Linked DNA regions of Sus scrofa: region 1 is linked to region 2. The links are chromatin contacts, called in public promoter capture Hi-C maps. All regions are on one chromosome and are shown on one strand. Each heading gives the region's core, a stretch centred on a gene start, on an enhancer-like site or on the middle of the called end of the contact. The rest is flanking DNA. Distances are from core to core; before and after follow the strand shown. Region 1 holds the start of C4H1orf226. Region 2 holds the start of UAP1 (UDP-N-acetylhexosamine pyrophosphorylase).

What was found. Promoter capture Hi-C pulls out the DNA fragments that hold promoters and counts their contacts.
Region 1: a promoter capture Hi-C map of liver shows a contact between it and region 2, with 4 times the contacts expected there. The contact joins the promoter of C4H1orf226 here to the promoter of UAP1 in region 2. A contact is called at or near these places in 1 of 5 promoter capture datasets (liver) and 1 of 2 datasets of contacts at active chromatin or transcription factors (alveolar macrophages).

Annotation. Positions count from the first base shown.
Region 1 is chr4:88,469,988-88,474,103 of Sscrofa11.1, forward strand. C4H1orf226 reads right to left here and starts at 1,754. Exons shown (of 14, transcript XR_002343372.1): 1 at 1,446-1,754.
Region 2 is chr4:87,991,726-87,996,016 of Sscrofa11.1, forward strand. UAP1 (UDP-N-acetylhexosamine pyrophosphorylase) reads right to left here and starts at 2,307. Exons shown (of 10, transcript XM_001928643.6): 1 at 2,056-2,307.

The DNA.
Region 1 (4,116 bases), core at 504-3,003, 480 kb after region 2:
ATGCATGTCCAAGAAAATTAAATCATGACCGTAATGAAAACTCATAATTTAAATTTAAACACTTGCTTACGAAAGCAACAGGCCCAGACAAAAATTAACCCAAACATCCTATCTTAGACCAACCAGATCTATTCTGAGAGAAGCGAGATAAGATCTTGGCTACAGCCCCACTCTGATCCCAACCATACCCAGAAATTCAGCTCTGCATTCCACTGCAGGGTTTGATGTCTCAGGGAACAGAGGGTGTCCTCCCAGCTCCAGCAAATATGATTGAGGGAAGGTTATTTTTAAAAAGGTAAGATTCACCAATTCACACATCTCCATGAAAAGGAAAAAACTAAAAGATAACCGACCATACTGGGCTCATATCAAACACTAGAAAAGATGTTTCATGAACTGAAGGAAATTGCCACCTGATGGAGTAATCCCTGCCTGAGATGCAAACACCCTGCATCTACAAAGTCATGAAGGAGAAAAAAAAGGAATGAAGAGAAAATTGTCTCCATATCAAAACCAGCAAGACACAACCTACTGGAAGTGCACTATTTACCAATAGCAGGCACACAGTAGGTGCCTGAGTCTTGGGGGGAGGGCATCAAGCAGCATGAAGGAAGAGCAGAAGCACTCTTCCCATGTGATGGGCAGTGGGAGTCCCAGCTGTAATCTCAGAAACCAGAACTCCTCACTCGGGAAGGGCATCACAGGGGGCCCGCCTTATTCACACCTGAAGGTCCAGTACAGAGGCTTCCACCCCGCCCCCGCCCCCCAGGATAGACCTGGGGCTCTGAGCTGAAAATTCCAGTCACCCCTGATAAATTCTCCAGCAGCTGTCCCCTACTAGTTGCTGAAACTTAACTTTATGCCACAAAACTAGCAAATGGGCAGCTTTCACCACACTTCCCCCCTTCAATGCCTGGCACTCGCAAAGGAGTCTTGGCAAATAAGGCATTTAGGAAGTGGTTCTGACACCTGGCCCAGGTTACCTGGAATCTAAAAACAAAAACCACCCTGTATTATTTTCCTCAATCAGGAGGCAGGTATTTCCCCTTTAAAAGACTTTCCTGAAAGCACCTCTCTCACAGGATCCCAATGATTAAATAACATCAGAGCTTCCCTAAACCGATTCTAAAGAACCACGGCCGGGCTGCGCACACCCACTGGTTTTTCCTCCTCAGAAGGAGGGATATGGGAAGTAACTCAATCAGTCCTGGGCGGGTAAGGATGGGGGAGTCTGCAGGTGGGAGAAGGGGTGAAGCAATACCGCTCAAACTTTGCAGTTGCTCTTTAGCAGTTCTGGGCAGAAGCCCAGAGAATTCTATACTGGGAAGGGGCAGTCACCCTCCCTAACAGAAAGGCCCTCAAATCAGCCTAACCCACCAGCTCTGCGCATCCCATTCACTCAGACATGCCCTCTCCGGGCAGTCCCCTCTCCAGGGCCCCCTCACCTTGGCCTCGAAGCAGATGCCGTGTTGGAAGGCGTCCTCGTTGTGCAAGGGGATCCGCAGGTCGTGCCCATCGTCCACAAGGTTGTACTTGGTTTTGCTGGGCATGGTGACCCTCGGTGGACCGGCTCCTCCAGAGGCGGCGGCGGTGGCAGGAAGGGGCTGGTAGGACCCCGGGGAGGGGAGATGGGAGCCGAGCGCGGCGGCTCGTGGATGGGGCGCAAGCGGAGGGTCGCGGGGCGGAGTGCGCCCTGGCCGCGCGGCGACGGTGGAAGCCGGGACTCCGATCAACGCCTAGGGCCGGGCGGCGCGGGTGCGGGCGACGCGAGCGGCGCTGTGGCCGCGCAATTCCTGCCGGCAAGGAGGGTGGCGGGGGCGGCGGCGGGGGCGGGCGTGCGCGGCGCCCCGGCCGGGGGAGGGGAGCGGTGGGCGCGCGGCCCGCGGTGGGACTGGGCGCGGCGCCGGCCTGGGAGCAGTGGCGCGGGCAGCCCGGGACGAGGAAGAAAAGGCGACGGCGGTGGCGGCGGCGGCGGAGCAGGGTGCCTGTCACGGAGACGCCGGATCAGCCGCCGGCGAGCGGCTCCTCCTGCGGGGCGGGCCCGGGCCGGCTCCTCCCGCGGGGCGCCCAGGCCCCGCCTGTCGCCGGGTCCGCCCCCGCGCTGCCCGCGGAGCAGGTGAAAGTCCCTGGGAGCGCCGCGCCCAGTCCTGGTTGTGTCCTGCGGCCCGACCCCGAGAACTTCGCCCTGGCCCTAGCCAGCCGGGGTCTCAGGAACACGGGCACAGTCTTGTTTTTGTTTTTTACAGTTTGATTCTGAGCCAGACTACTAATAGTTAGCAGTAGTGGCGCCTTTGGGTTGGAGGTTTGTTTTTGTTTGGGGAGGGGGGAGGGGCTGTGTTTGTTGTTTTGTTTTTGCGTTCTACCTGGAAGGCCCAAGTCCTGGCCCAAATACATTTAGATTATTAATTCTGAGAGTTCCCGTTCTCTGGAGAATGAAGACTGTAACCAAATGGGGGACTATTGCAGGTGTTTTGTGTTCTTTTGAGTAGTGATTTGTGAGTTGTGTATTGGGAGGGTTGGGGGATGCCTTTGGGGATAGTTTTAATAGTTAAAAGCCATAAGCCCTGTGGAAATGGAGTAGGCCAAAAGGGGTACTAGAGAAGGAAGAATCTACACCTTTTTATTTTCTTAGACAGCCTATACCTGGGTATGGACAAAATGAACTTACAAGGTTTTGGGGTGTTTTTTTGTTCGTTTGTTTTTGGTCTTTTTGGGGCCACACCCTCAGCATCTGGAGGTACCCAGGCTAGGGACTGAATTGGAGCTGTAGCCTACCTCACAGCCCTAGCAATGGCAGATCCGAGTGCATCTGTGACCTACACCACAGCTCATGGCAACACCTGATCCTTAACCCCCTGAGCGAGGCCAGGGATTGAATCTGCGTCCTCATGGATGCTAGTCAGATTCATTTCCGCTGAGCCATGGGAACTTCATCCAAGATATTTCTAATTTATGTTATTCTTCCTACCTTAGTAAGTGCTTGGATGTGGTTAAGAAGAAGCTCATTCATTTCTCTCTGTTACATCAAGAGTTTTTTGCCATGCAAAAATGTGCAAAGGAAGGGCCCATAGGAGTAATTAGTAACCAATTATTTAGTATCTGTCAAACCCCACAGGTAGAGGTGCATGATAACTATGTTCTACATGGCTTTATATTACCCTAGAGTCATCAAAAGTAACCAAATAAGCTAATGCCAAAGCCAGCCCAACCTGAGATCACTGAGACCAGATGGTCAGCTCCTCTGTTGAATTCATCAACTTAAACCGGCTTTTAATGCCTTGTGAACACGTCCACAAAGGGCAGCTTGAAAATCAAATGACTGCTTATTGTATAGTCAGGGCTTGGAACCACCATAAAACACCACAGTGAAATCATTTGCAGGAATTCCCATCGTGGCTCAGTGGTTAATGAATCTAACTAGGAACCATAAGGTTGCGGGTTCGATCCCTGGCCTAGCTCAGTGGGTCAAGGATCTGGTGTTGCCTGTGAACTGTGGTGTAGGTCGCAGACGCGGCTTGGATCCCGTGTTGCTGTGGCTCTGGTGTAGGCCAGCGGCTACAGCTCCGATTAGACCCCTAGCCTGGGAACCTCTGTGTGCCGCTGGTGGGGCCCTAGAAAAAGACAAAAAAAAAAATTCGCAAAAGCGTGTCTTCCTATACCATTTCAATTTGAAGTATATATAAGAGTACACATTATTGCCATAATCTTATTTCTCATTTTGTCCCATAGTGCTAGAGTACAATTGCCCTTTCCTATGTATTACCTACTCCCTGTCTGCTGAAATTACTGGTCAAGATGTAGCATCTTCTGGGATATCTCCTTGTCTAAAAGCAAGCTGATGACTAAACCAAGTTAATCACATGCATTATGCTGTATAGACTTTATTACATTCATAAATAATAGTAAGAGCCAAAAATAATTTTCTCTGAGGAAATGCACCCCCTAACCTTTTTATAAATACAGGACGTGAAAGTCTAATCAGGCATGTTTGACTCTTTGAATGTCACCATGATTTTAATATGCATCATAATGCATTCTCTAAAACCTGGCACAGGAACTCAACAACTTAAAGGCAAGACCTTAAGTAACTACTTTATTTACATCTCATATTCCCTC
Region 2 (4,291 bases), core at 1,057-3,556:
GCCAACTACCTTCTGTAAGAATAGTGAAAGATACACATGAGGTAGTTCTGAACAAATTTATGGAGTTTCCTGTGCCTCCATTTCCTCACCTGTAAAGTGAGATTAATTATACTATCTACCTCATCAGGACTATTAAACATCAAACACCATTTACACACTCAGGTTAAGAGAACCTACATCTGTGGGTCCCCTGAGGGGGCAATAACAATGAACACTAACATATATATGGCAACACAATTCTAATTGCTTTATAGATAGCTGTTCATTTAATCCTCAAAACAAATCTAAAGTACCGTTATTGAGATTACTTTATAGAGGAAGAAACTGAGCCACAGAGATAATCTGCCCAAGGTCCAAAACCAGTTAAGAGACAGAGCTAGGATTCAGACTCTGACAACCTGACTCTTAAGTAATTGCTCTTAACCATCATGCTACACTGCCTCTCAGGAGAAAGACTACTTTCTCTCTCTTCTCTCTCTCTCTCTCTCTCTCTCTCTCTCTCTCTCTCTCTCTCTCTGTGTATGTGTATGTGTGTGCATGTGTAAAAGAGAGGAGTGGCAAGAGAAAGAAACACATAATTTATATTTTTATTCAGAAATATAGACACATTGATGTCACTTTGCAAACAATTCATAAGCCAGTAGAAATGGAGAAAGGAAGGAAACGTACAGGACAAGTAGGAGAGGAAACTTTACAGGATGAAACAGATGTAATCACTTCCATGCCGTGAAAATAGTACCATTTTCCCCATTAATTCTGACAAGAAATGTGTGCATGTGTATAATGATAAGAATAGTGAATCGGAGAATTAGGCTAGGATTTTTAACAACCAACGTCTGAAAAAGCTGAAGATCTAGAAATTATGACAGAACTTGCTATATGCCCATAGCCTAATGCATCTGCATAAAAAATCAATGGCATATTTGTTAATAGTCCCCCATTATCAAATATACTGTTATTAGAATTTAAATTCCAGTATAAAAGAAATTCAGTATTTCCCCCCTCCTTTTCTGGTCTCCTACCCTCATCTCTGTTGAAATATTATGTTCCTCCCCCCACAACTGATATGTAAACCTCTTAGAGCTTTTGAAAAGTAGTCTTGGGGAGGAGCATTTACAATGAAGTCTTTTTCAGCCCCAGCTAAATAAGCCAACTCAGTAATAGTGAAAGAATATAAACTACCTCCAGTTTCCTGCGAACACAGCCCACACCTAGTGCATTTCACCTGAAAGGACTTAAAGGAAAGGCACTACATAATCATATATAACTATTATCATAATCATTATTACTTGATTTCAGATTTCATACTCCATGTACAAATAAATATAGCATAGCGTCAGGCCAAACTTAATAAAATCCTCAGGAAGCCATATGTTCAGAACATGTTGCTCTCAACCCTTCAAGCCCATTCTTCTGCTTGGTCACGGCAAGGGAAAACCAGATATTTCAACCCTCTCCCCTTACCAAATCAAAACAAAAGTGGCAAACAGGTTTTGTCCCACTCTCACGTCCCCCACAGGTTATCACCAATCCTTACTGCAAACGCTTTCGGATTATTTTCCTCATGTATTCAAGACACCCCAACTCGCTTCCACCGGACAGTTCCAACGACCGGTCCCCACTGTGGCACCCCACCCCCAAGCTGGGCATAACTGTCCACAAGGCCCTAGCATGAGAGCCTCAAGGCCCCTATCCCAGTCCAGGTGAGGCCCCACTCCCAACCGCTTGGCAAACCCCTAATCCAGACACTGCCCCAAACCCCCTCCCCAAAGCCCCCAGGCCATCCGGGCGCCCGCATCCCAGCACTCCCAGCGGATTGCCAAGGTTGAGAAACGCAGATGGGCATGCGGGGAGTGGTGTGGGTGGGCAGGCGGGCTCCTTGGCGTGTGCCAGGCTGTTGGCTCAGAGCACGTAGGCGCGCCGCGTGTCCACGTCTGTGCGCGTGGCCGTGGAAGCGTGTGCGTGGCTGCACCAAGCCCCCACCCGACCCGGTCCAGCCGTCTCCTCCAGGGTGGCGGGGAGAAAGAGATAGCCACTGGGCTGGGAGCCCCTCACCTCCCTCGGCGCGACCGACCGCTGCTCCGCCCGGCTCTGGCTCCTTCGGCGCGGCCACTCATCGGCCTCCCGCGCCCGCTCCGAATATATACCCTCATCCGGGGGGCCGGGGCGGCGGGGCGGGCCGGGAGCAGGGGCCAGGGGGAGCGCCGGCCCCGGCCACCCCGCCCCTCTGTCGCCGCGACGAGTGGCTGCCCGCACGGGGAGGAGCCGAAGTCACCCGCCCCGACACGTCAGCGCCCAGAACGCAAGCACTAGGCCCGCGCCGAGAGGGGCGCCGGGGCGGGGCGAGGAGAGGCGGGACCTCTCGCGTCACTCATTCTCCGGTCCAATAGGGATAGCTCAGGGGTCCAGTCTGCAGGCCGCCCCGTTCCCGCCCTCCCCTCCCTACCCCGCGAGCTCCCTCCTGGTCCCGGAGGGGTGTCTTTTGCGTCGGCTGGGAGGGGCGACGCCGGAGCCCCACTTAGGTATCGTGAGCGGGTCCTAAGAGCCCTGACGTCACGGTGTGGTACCGCGAGGTGACGTCCCTCGGCCTCTTGGCACCGCGGCTCAGGACGTCCCACCTTTCCAGAAACGGACCGCGAAGTGGGGTGGAGAGCTGTGTCATCGGGTGGCGGATTTCCGATCGCCCACACCGAAAGTTGCGAAAGAGGGGCGGCGGACATCCCAGCGCAGAACCCGGAGGGTGGACCGGGCCTGCCCTCTGACCTTGGGCTAGCTATTGACTTGGCCAGATAGGCGGGGCCCCATCGTCTTTCTGTTTTATGGTGTTTCAGGTCTTAAGCACGTGAGGCACAAAATAAACAACAGAGGAAATGCAAGCAAATGTATTAGGTAACCTGATGAAATGAAAACCGAGTCTGTGAGACTGAAGCCAGGTGTAAGCTTTGCAGGACTGTGAACTTAACCTCCTTGGGCATCAGCATTTGATACGAAAATGGTGGTTGGACTGCTTGACCTCCAAGGCCATTGCAGTGCCACTGTTTATAATTGCCTGTATACATATTACCTTGTGTGGAAGTGCGCATGCAGATTATGTGCTCGGCCCTGTACCTTTAAAAGCTGTGTTTATGTTAAAAGTTACATAGCACTTGGCACAGTTTTTGCAATATGTCCAATATGTTGAAATACCAAAAACATCTAGATTTAACAAAATACCTAAAAAGAATTTCAGGCATTTTAGGTGCCTGTCTTCTTTCTTCTTTAGCGCAAGGGCCTTTTAATTTTTTTCAGCAATTTCAAAATCATGCACTGCACTAAGTTAACAGAAAAATTTACACTGGCTAAGTAATGATTGTAGATACACATTCGGAAGGTTGAATACTCTATCTTACATGATCTCAGAATGTCATCTATTTGTTTGAAAAATTTATAGTATAGTGGTTATAAGCATGGGATCTTAAGACAGAACTGCAGCTTCTTTATTGCTTGGTATCTTTGGTAAGTTAACTCTTAGGCATCAGTTTTCTTATCTGTAAAACACAGATAGTAATAAAAATGGTCCCTTTGGGTTGTTATGAGGATTAAACCAATGAATATAAGAAAAGAATGTAGAACAGAGTAAATACTAAATAAATTTTAATTATTTTATGTGAGTTCTTATGCTGTGTCAGGCACTGTTCTAGGTTCTGGATACTTTGATATACTTATCATCATCTGGAAAACCTTTTGTTGTTTGGATCCTTGGTAACATAAAGAACATTTCTCTCAAATCATGTATGATAACTGGGAACAAAATTCCTCCCATTAATGTTGCCAACATCCCATTTAAAGAGACCTAGAAGTGTGCCCACCATAATGTAACTGAATGTATCTTTGTGACCTTTAAGAAAAGAGTTTAAGACAATTGCTTTCTAGAAATATACTGATTCTTACTCTTCCACACTTCTACTCCCTGAGAAAGAAATATATGAAGATTTTAGCATTCCCTTTGTGGCATGGCAGGAATGAATCAGACTAGGAACCGTGAGGTTGCGAGTTCGATCCCTGGCCTCGCTCAGTGGGTTAAAGATCTGGCTTGCCATGTTCTGTGGTGTAGGTCGAAGATGTGGCTCAGATTCTGTGTTGCTGTAGCTGTGGTGTAGGCTGGCAGGTGTAGCTCCAACTCAACGCCTAGCCTGGGAACCTCCATATGCTGTGGGCATGGCTCTAAAAAGCAAAAAAAAAGGAAATAGATGAATATTTAGAAAAATTCAAGCTAGGAGATGAGATTCAAAATCACATTCAACCCTGATGT